Linked DNA regions of Sus scrofa: region 1 is linked to region 2. A link is a contact called in public Hi-C data. All regions are on one chromosome and are shown on one strand. The core of a region is the stretch at or near the end of the contact, and the rest is flanking DNA. Distances in the headings are between cores, read along the strand shown. Region 1 holds the start of LOC102165880 (60S ribosomal protein L4-like). Region 2 has its middle 17 kb from the start of SAA2.

What was found. Hi-C and Micro-C count contacts between places; a contact is called where the count stands out from the background.
Region 1: a contact with region 2 is called in a Hi-C map of liver, with 3 times the contacts expected there. The contact joins the promoter of LOC102165880 here to the enhancer-like site in region 2. A contact is called at or near these places in 1 of 5 promoter capture datasets (liver), 25 of 47 Hi-C or Micro-C datasets (alveolar macrophages, blood, differentiating spermatogonia and 13 more) and 1 of 2 datasets of contacts at active chromatin or transcription factors (alveolar macrophages).

What each region holds. Positions count from the first base shown.
Region 1 is chr2:41,007,412-41,011,530 of Sscrofa11.1, reverse strand. It overlaps LOC102165880 (60S ribosomal protein L4-like), which reads left to right and starts at 2,538. Exons shown (of 1, transcript XM_013994507.2): 1 at 2,538-3,781. The coding sequence starts at 3,248. The coding sequence ends at 3,664.
Region 2 is chr2:40,953,713-40,957,624 of Sscrofa11.1, reverse strand. No RefSeq gene overlaps it. Among named protein-coding and RNA genes, the nearest start is that of SAA2, 17 kb to the left of the region's middle. Within about 2 kb of position 2,499, at least 1 of the 83 cell types and tissues checked has an H3K27ac peak or open chromatin away from gene starts, as enhancers often do. A contact at or near this core is called in liver, where this site is marked.

The DNA of each region.
Region 1 (4,119 bases), core at 1,289-3,788, 54 kb before region 2:
AGCTGGGTCTGCAACCTACACCACAGCTCACAGCAACGCCGGATCCTTTAATCCTCTGTGTAAGGCCAAGGATAGAACCTGTGTCCTCATGAATGCTAGTCAGATTTGTTTCGGATGATCCATCATGGGAACTCCCTATTGCTTATTTTAAAGAAACTTCTTTCCCCAGAGATTAGTAGAGCCTGTCATTTTCAAGACCAAGTACTAGAAACACATTGTTAACCTGAAAGAGAACACCTACATATGGGAGTTCCCGTCGTGGTTCAGTGGTTAACGAATCTGACTAGGAACCATAAGGTTGCGGATTCGGTCCCTGGCCTTGCTCAGTGGGTTAACATCCGGCGTTGCCATGAGCTGTGGTGTAGGTTGCAGACTCGGCTTGGATCCCACGTTGCTGTGGCTCTGGCGTAGGCCGGCGGCTATAGGTCCGATTAGACCCCTAGCCTCGGAACCTCCATATGCCACAGGAGCGGCCCTAGAAAAAGCAAAAGATAAAAAAAAAAAAAAAAAAAGAATATGTACATATGAATATGTATACAAAGACAGGAGGAATAATGCCTATTGTTTTATGTTCTGCTTTTTCACTTTACAGTTTATCATAATCATTTTTGCATGTTACTACCCTTATCTACTACAAAGTTTGTGGCAAAGCTGAAATTCAAACTAATCTGTGGATTAAGGGTTTGGATTCTTAGCCATAAGTTATAGAGCTGCCACCTGCACTTGGCAGCCATATGGCACATAAACAAATATGTGTATAGTATATTTTAATTCAATTTAAATACTAATTAGCTTAATAATACCTCTCCCAGTGGAATGTTACCCACAAGAGAGCACTGACCTTGTCTAACTTGTATTCCCAGGGCCCAGGAAATTACCTGCCACCTACTGGGGGGATGATTAAATAGGTGTCAAATAGTGACTAGAAGGATGAACCAGTTCCATAGGCATCTATAGCAGAAAGGAGAATTGAGGCTTTTAGAGGTTCTGCATTAGACTCTGTTTTGAGCAGTCCTAAGTCCTTCTGCAGAGAGAAAGGAAGGCTCTGTGTACCGTGGCTCCCTTCCAGGCCAGCGTGTTCAGGCACGAGGCAGGCTGGCCCAGCCTGGACCTCATGTGCATTTGCCCGGATCTGTCAGGAACATATAAGCGGGTCATTGATGGGAGATTTTGCAAACTTGTTTTAAACAATGTGGTTTGACAGGGCTCCGTGGATGATAAATGTGTGTGTACACTAAGCCCACTGTTCTCAGAGAGGACCTGGATCATCTTTCTCGTAATTACAGATTTCAAAAATTGAACCTGGGAAATTAGAGAATTGTGAAAGAGCTCCCTTTGCACCCAAGTGTGAAAACCAGGCAGTTGAGTGATGCTTCTTTCCCGTCACCCACAGCTGAGGACAATGTGTTTCTAAGTACCCCACGTCCTAGAGAGGGTATCCAGGAAGAAGGGCCGGGTCCCATAAGCTCCCAAGCTGAGGAGGGGCAGCAGTGATTCGACCCCTAGCCTGGGAACTTCCTTATGACATGGGTGTGGCCCTAAAAAGACACACACACACACTCACACACACACACACAAAGAAGTCTAGATGGATACAGCCACGAGTCAACTGCCCGAGGCTTATCATAGTACGTGAACAAATTCCACGTCTCACAATCAATGTTTTCATAGAGCAGGAAAACCCTACAGTGTTTCTCAAGTTTAGGGTTATCACATGCTTCAAGGACAAAGCTTATATTCTGAGATTTTTTTAGATTTTATGATTAATGATAGCTCAAAGCTTGTTATTTCTTCTCAGTAAACATAGTGTGAGAGAGAAAAACTATGTAGGTTTAAATTGAAATATCCATAAATAAATAAATAAATAGAAATATCCTATTTCATCTCTTCTAAGGCATAGATTTTTTTTTTTCTTTTTAGGGCCGCACCCACAGCATAAGGAGGCTCCCAGGCTAAGGGTCAAATCAGAGCTACATCTGCTGGCCTACACCACAGCCACAGCCACAACCACAGCAACGCAGGATTCGAGCCTCGTCTGCGACCTACACCACAGCTCATGGCAACACCCTTAACCCACTGAGCAAGGCCAGGGATCAAATCCTCGACCTCATGGTTCCTAGTCAGATTCATTTTCACTGCATCGCAACGGGAACTCCAAAGGCATAGATTTCTTGATTATAAATTTCTACAATTAGGATGTGTTTTGCATTCACAGATGACCAAGCAGCACTCATGAAATGGTTATCATTGCTTTAGGATTGACTCTGTGCATGCTTTCCTTTTTGTTTATGCACAAGAGTGATGTAAGATTAAGATCGATGTCTAAGTCTAAACGAACTCTTTCCAAAAGTGTAAAATAGCTTTTCCTGTGGGAGCTGGGTTTCGAGGAGTGTGGCCTTCTCCTCTCCTCGCCATAGTGTGGGCCTGCCCACTGATATCAGTGTACCCTGAAGAGGAGGGATCATTGCGTAAAAATGGCACTGTGCCTTCCGTGTTCAAGGCTCCCTTTTGACCAGCTATGGTGAACTTTGTTCCCACCAACTTGTGCAAAAACAACAGAAGCCCTAGACTGTCAGTGAATTAGCAGGTCATCAAACCAGCGCTGAGTCTTAGGCTACTGGCAGAGCTGGGGTTCAAACTCCCAGGGTTTGAGGTGGCAGGATTACCATGCTGGCCAGAGTGCTTTTGGAAATAGGTATCATGCGGGCCGCATGTTTGTGCCAACCAAGACCTGGCGACACTGGCACCTCAGAGTGAACACAATGCAGAAGAGATATGCCGTCTGCTCTACCTTGGCTGCCTTGGCCTTACGATATCTGAAGTTCATCGTATTGAGGAAGTTCTTGAACTTCCTTTGGTGGTGGAAGATAAAGTTGAAGACTACAAGAAGACCAAGGAGGCTGTTTTGCGTCTGAAGAAACTGGAGGCCAGGAATGATATCAAAAAGTTTTACACCTCTCAGTGAATGAGAGCTGGCAGAGACCAGATGAGAAACTGATGCCGTATGGAGCACAGGGACCCCTGCATCGTCTATAATGAGGACAAGGTATCATCAAGGCCTTCAGAAACATCCCTGGAATTGCCTGACTTAATGTAAGCAAACTGAACATTTTGAAACTTGCTCCTGGTGGGTACGTGGGACATTTCTGCCTTTGGACTGAAAGTGCTTTCCGCATGTTAGACAAGCTCTGTGGCACTTAGTGTAACGTTGCCTCCCTCAAGAGTAACTACAAGCTCCTCACACAAGATGCTCAACACAGACCTTAGCAGAATCATGAAAAGCCCAGAGAGCCAAAGAGCCCTGCCCCCTGACACCCCCCCTCCCCTGAGCACCAAGCAAGAAGATTCATCACAGCGTCCTGAGGAAGAAGCCACTGAAAACCCTGAGAATTATTTGAAGCTAAACCTGTATGCAAAGCCCACATGCCAGAACACCATTCTGCACCAGGCCAAGATCCACAAAATCCTGATGGATAAGGCAGCCACAGCACTGGAGGCCAAATCAGATGAGAAGGGGGTTCCAGGCAAGAAGCCTCTGGTAGGAAAGAAAGGATTGAAGCCCGTCGGCCGTAAGAAGCCTTTGGTGGGGGAAAAAAGAAAGGTTGCAGTGACCAAGAAACCAGCATCTGAAAAGAAACCCAACACAGAAAAAAAAGAAGGCTGACGCGAAACTTAAATTGGTGTATTCCGTAAAGGTCAGATCATTTTGGACAGCTTATTTTATGTTATTATTTTACTTTATTTTTTGCCTTCTTCTCTTTTAAGGGCCACATCCGTGGCACATGGAGGTTCCCAGGCTAGGAGTTGAATCAGAGCTGTAGCCACCAGCCTACACCACGGCCATAGCAAGGCAGGATCCGAGCCTCGTCTTTGACCTACAGTCAGAGTTCACAGTTCACAGCAACGCTGGACCCTTAACCCACTGAGTGAGCCCAGGGATCAAACCCGTAACCTCATGGATGCTAGTCAGGTTTGTTAACCGCTGAGCCATGACGGGAACTCCCGAACAGCTAATTTTAAATAAGGACCTGATCAAAGCAGCAAAAAAAAAAAAAAAAAAAAAAAAAAAAAAGTGTAAAATAAAAATTCAGAATGATTAGAAAACATTGTCTAAATTTA
Region 2 (3,912 bases), core at 1,250-3,749:
TTAAATATCTGGTACTGGGAGTTCCTGTCCTGGAGCAGCAGAAAGGAATCTGACTAGTATCCATGAGGTTGCAGATTTGATCCCTGGCCTTTCTCAGTGGGTTAAGGATCCGGTGTTGCCGTGAGCTGTGGTGTAGGCCGGCAGCAACAGCTCCAATTACACCCCTAGCCTGGGAACCTCCGTATGCCATGGATGCGGTCCTAAAAAGACAACTAAATAACAAACAAACAAACAAACAAATAAATAAATATCTAGTACCAAGCAAAGTATCCAACACATAATAGGATTTTAACAAACACTTATTGAACATGTAAATAATCTAGAGAATTTGTTATTATTTATTTTTTGGTTGCACCCTCTGCATACCAAAGTTCCTAGGCCAGGGATCCAACCCGAAGCACAGCAGTGACAACGGCGGGTCCTTAACCCACTGAGCCACCCTGAATCCCTTTCTAAAATTTTTTAAATTGAGACATAGTTGATGCACAATATTGTATCAGTTTCAGATGTACAACACAGCGACTCAGTTTTGTTTTGTTTTGTTTTTGTCTTTTTTGCTATTTCTTGGGCTGCTCCCGCGGCATATGGAGGTTCCCAGGCTAGGGCTCGAATTGGAGCTGTAGCCACCGGCCTACGCCACAGCCACAGCAACTCTGGATCCAAGCCGCGTCTGCAACCTACACCACAGCTCACGGCAACGCCGGATCTTAACCCACTGAGCAAGGGCAGGGACCGAACCCGCAACCTCATGGTTCCTAGTCGGATTCGTTAACCACTGCGCCACAACGGGCACTCCAGTGATTCAGTTTTTAAAGGTTATACTGCATTTATAGTTATTACAAAATATTGGCTATATCCCTGTGCATCCTTGTAGCTTGTTTATTTCATATATAGTAGTTTATACTTCTCAATCCCCTATCCCTATTGTGCCCTTTCCCCCTTCCCTCTCCCACTGATAACCACTAACTGGTTCTCCATGTCTGTGACTCTGTTTCTTTTTTGTCATATTCAAGTTTGTTTTACTTATTTTATTTTTGCTTTTTAGGGCTGCACCCACAGCATATGGAAGCTCTCAGGCCAGGGGTCAAATCGGAGCTGCAGCTGCTGGTCTACGCCACAGCCACAGCATCGCAGGATCCGAGCCATGTCTGCAACCTACACCACAGCTCATGGCAACATCAGATCCTTAACCCACTGAGCGAGGCCAGGGATCAAACCTACATTCTCATGGATACTAGTTGGGTTCATTTTTGCTGAGCCATGATGGGAACTCCCAAGTTTGTATTATTTTAGATTCCACATGTAAGTATGTCAAAGTTTTCATCACAAGAAAAAAATGGATTGTAATGAATGTTAATTCGACATATTGTGGTGATCATTTCACAATACATACAGGCATCAAATCATTATGTTATATACCTGAAACTAATATAGTGTTATCCATCAATTAAAATAATAATAATAAAGGCTACTCCAATCAGCACCCAGTAACACTAGATGAGGTGAACCAGATAGCCTGAGCTCATGTTTGACCCTGTTGGAGTCAAGTTCCCAGGCACCTCTCAGGGAAAGCTCTTTCTCCAAAGAAAGTTTACTTAAGCCTAAATAAACTGAGAACAGACCAGGCTGAGAGACTGTCACCTGGAATTCTGTCAGAAATGCAAAAATCTCAAGCTCCACCTCAGATCTACCAGGATCAGTTATATAACGTGTGGGTCCCAGTGCCAAATAAAATGTGGGGACCTTGTTCAGGAATTATTAAAAATTCCGAGATTTAACCAAACACAGGGCTCTGCATGATGGCACAGGGCCTCACGCCAGGGAGACGGGCAGTTTACTAGGAAAAGCTACATAGCCAAGGGATTAAGGACACTGACATAATGTCATAAACCCAGGCTCTACCTACAAATATCAAGTTCAAATAAAGCCTAGATCACTAGAAGAATCTATCAACTTGAATATGCAGACTGACTCAGAGTCGCCTCTTCTGGGATAACATATTACCTGGGCAAGAGGGGAAAATACCATCTGAGAAAACAACCTCTGTATTGAGGACATGGTGTCCACACTTAGCATTTTTCTGAACCCTCTGGGAAGAAATGCCAAGCAGGAATTTTCCAGGCCCTTCTTGTGGTTTGTGTTTGATCCACTAGACCCGAGTTGACTGGAAACTCCAGGCTCATCACCTCCACACAGCAGCACCGTGTCGTAATTCTGTAATTTTACTCGGGAAGTTTCACAGGATCCAGATTTCTTCTAACTGAAGGGGTGGGAAAAGCTGCGTTTGCTCTGACCTTGCTCTAAAGTTCCTCCTGTTCTTGACATGACAGGTGATTTCAGCCCCTTGTTGTGCAACAAGATGGTTAAGATGGCAAATTTTATGTTATCTGTATTTACAATAAAAATGAAACAAAACAAGGTGACATGGAACCTGAAGGGACAGAACTCTGGCGGAACCTCAGCAGCTGGGCCCTGGCTGGGGCAAAGGGCAGGGCAGGTCAGAGTGGAGCAGGGGCATAACCAGAGTGCAAGGCAGAGCATGTCCAAGAGCAGAGAACTCAGGCCTAGAAGAGAACACTGACAGGACATTCTTGGAAGTAAACTGTGGCAATGTTTTCTTAGGTCAGTCTCCCAAGGCAACAGAAATAAAAGTAAAAAATAAAATAAAACAAATGGGACCTAATCAAACTTCTCAGCTTTTGCACAGAAAGGAAACCATAAACAAAACAAAAAGACAACCTACAGAATGGGAGAAAATATTTGCAAAATATGCAACCAAGGGCTTAATTTCCAAACTACACAAACAGCTCATGCAGCTCAATATTAAAAAAAGAAAAAGAACCCAATCAAAAAATGGGCAGAAGACCTAAATAGACATTTTTCCAAAGAAGATGGTCAATAGGCACATGAAAAAGATGCTTGACGTTGCTAATTATTAGAGAAATACAAATCAGAACTACAATGAGGTATCACCTCATACCAGTCAGAATGCCCATCATTAAAAAGCCTACAAATAACAAATGCTGGAGAGGATGTGGGGGAAAGGAACCCTCTCACACTGCTAGAGAGAATGTAAATTGGTGCAGCCACTATGGAAAACAGTATGGAGGTTCCTTTAAAAACTAAAAATAGTATACATGTAAGTGTAACTTGGTCCCCATGCTGTATAGCAGGAAAAAATTTAAATAAAAATTAAAAAAAAAAAAACAACCTAAAAATAGAGTTACCATGCAATCCAGCAATCCCACTCCTGGCATATATCTGGAGAGAAGTCTAATTCAAAAAGGTACGTGCACCCCAGCGTCCATAACAGCACTGTTTACAATAGCTAAGACATGGAAGCAACCTAAATGTCCATCAGCAAGTGAAAGTATTAAGAAGATATGGTATTGGAGTTCCCATCATGGCTCAGTGATTAATGAATCCAACTAGGAACCACAGGGTTGCAGGTTCGATCCCTGGCCTTGCTCAGTGGGTCGGGGATCTGGCATTGCCATAGCTGTGGTGTAGGCTGCAAATGAGGCTCAGATTTGGCGTTGCTCTGGCATAGGCTGGCAGCTACAGCTCCGATTAGACCCCTAGCCTGGGAACCTCCACGTGCCGCAGATGCGGCCCTAGGGGGAGAAAAAAGAAAGAAGATGTGGTACATATGAGCAATGGAATACTACCCTTCCATAAAAAGAATGAAATAATGGCATTTGCAGCAACATGGTTGGACCTAAAGATTGTCATACAAAATGAAGTCAGAAAGAGGACAAACACCAAATAACACTTAATCGAGGAATCTAAAATATGATAAAATGATCTTATTTGTAAAACACAGACAGACTCACAAAGAAAACAAACTTATAGTTACCAAAGGGAAAAGGAGGTAGGGAAGGGATAAATTAGGAGTTGGGGGTTGGCAGACAT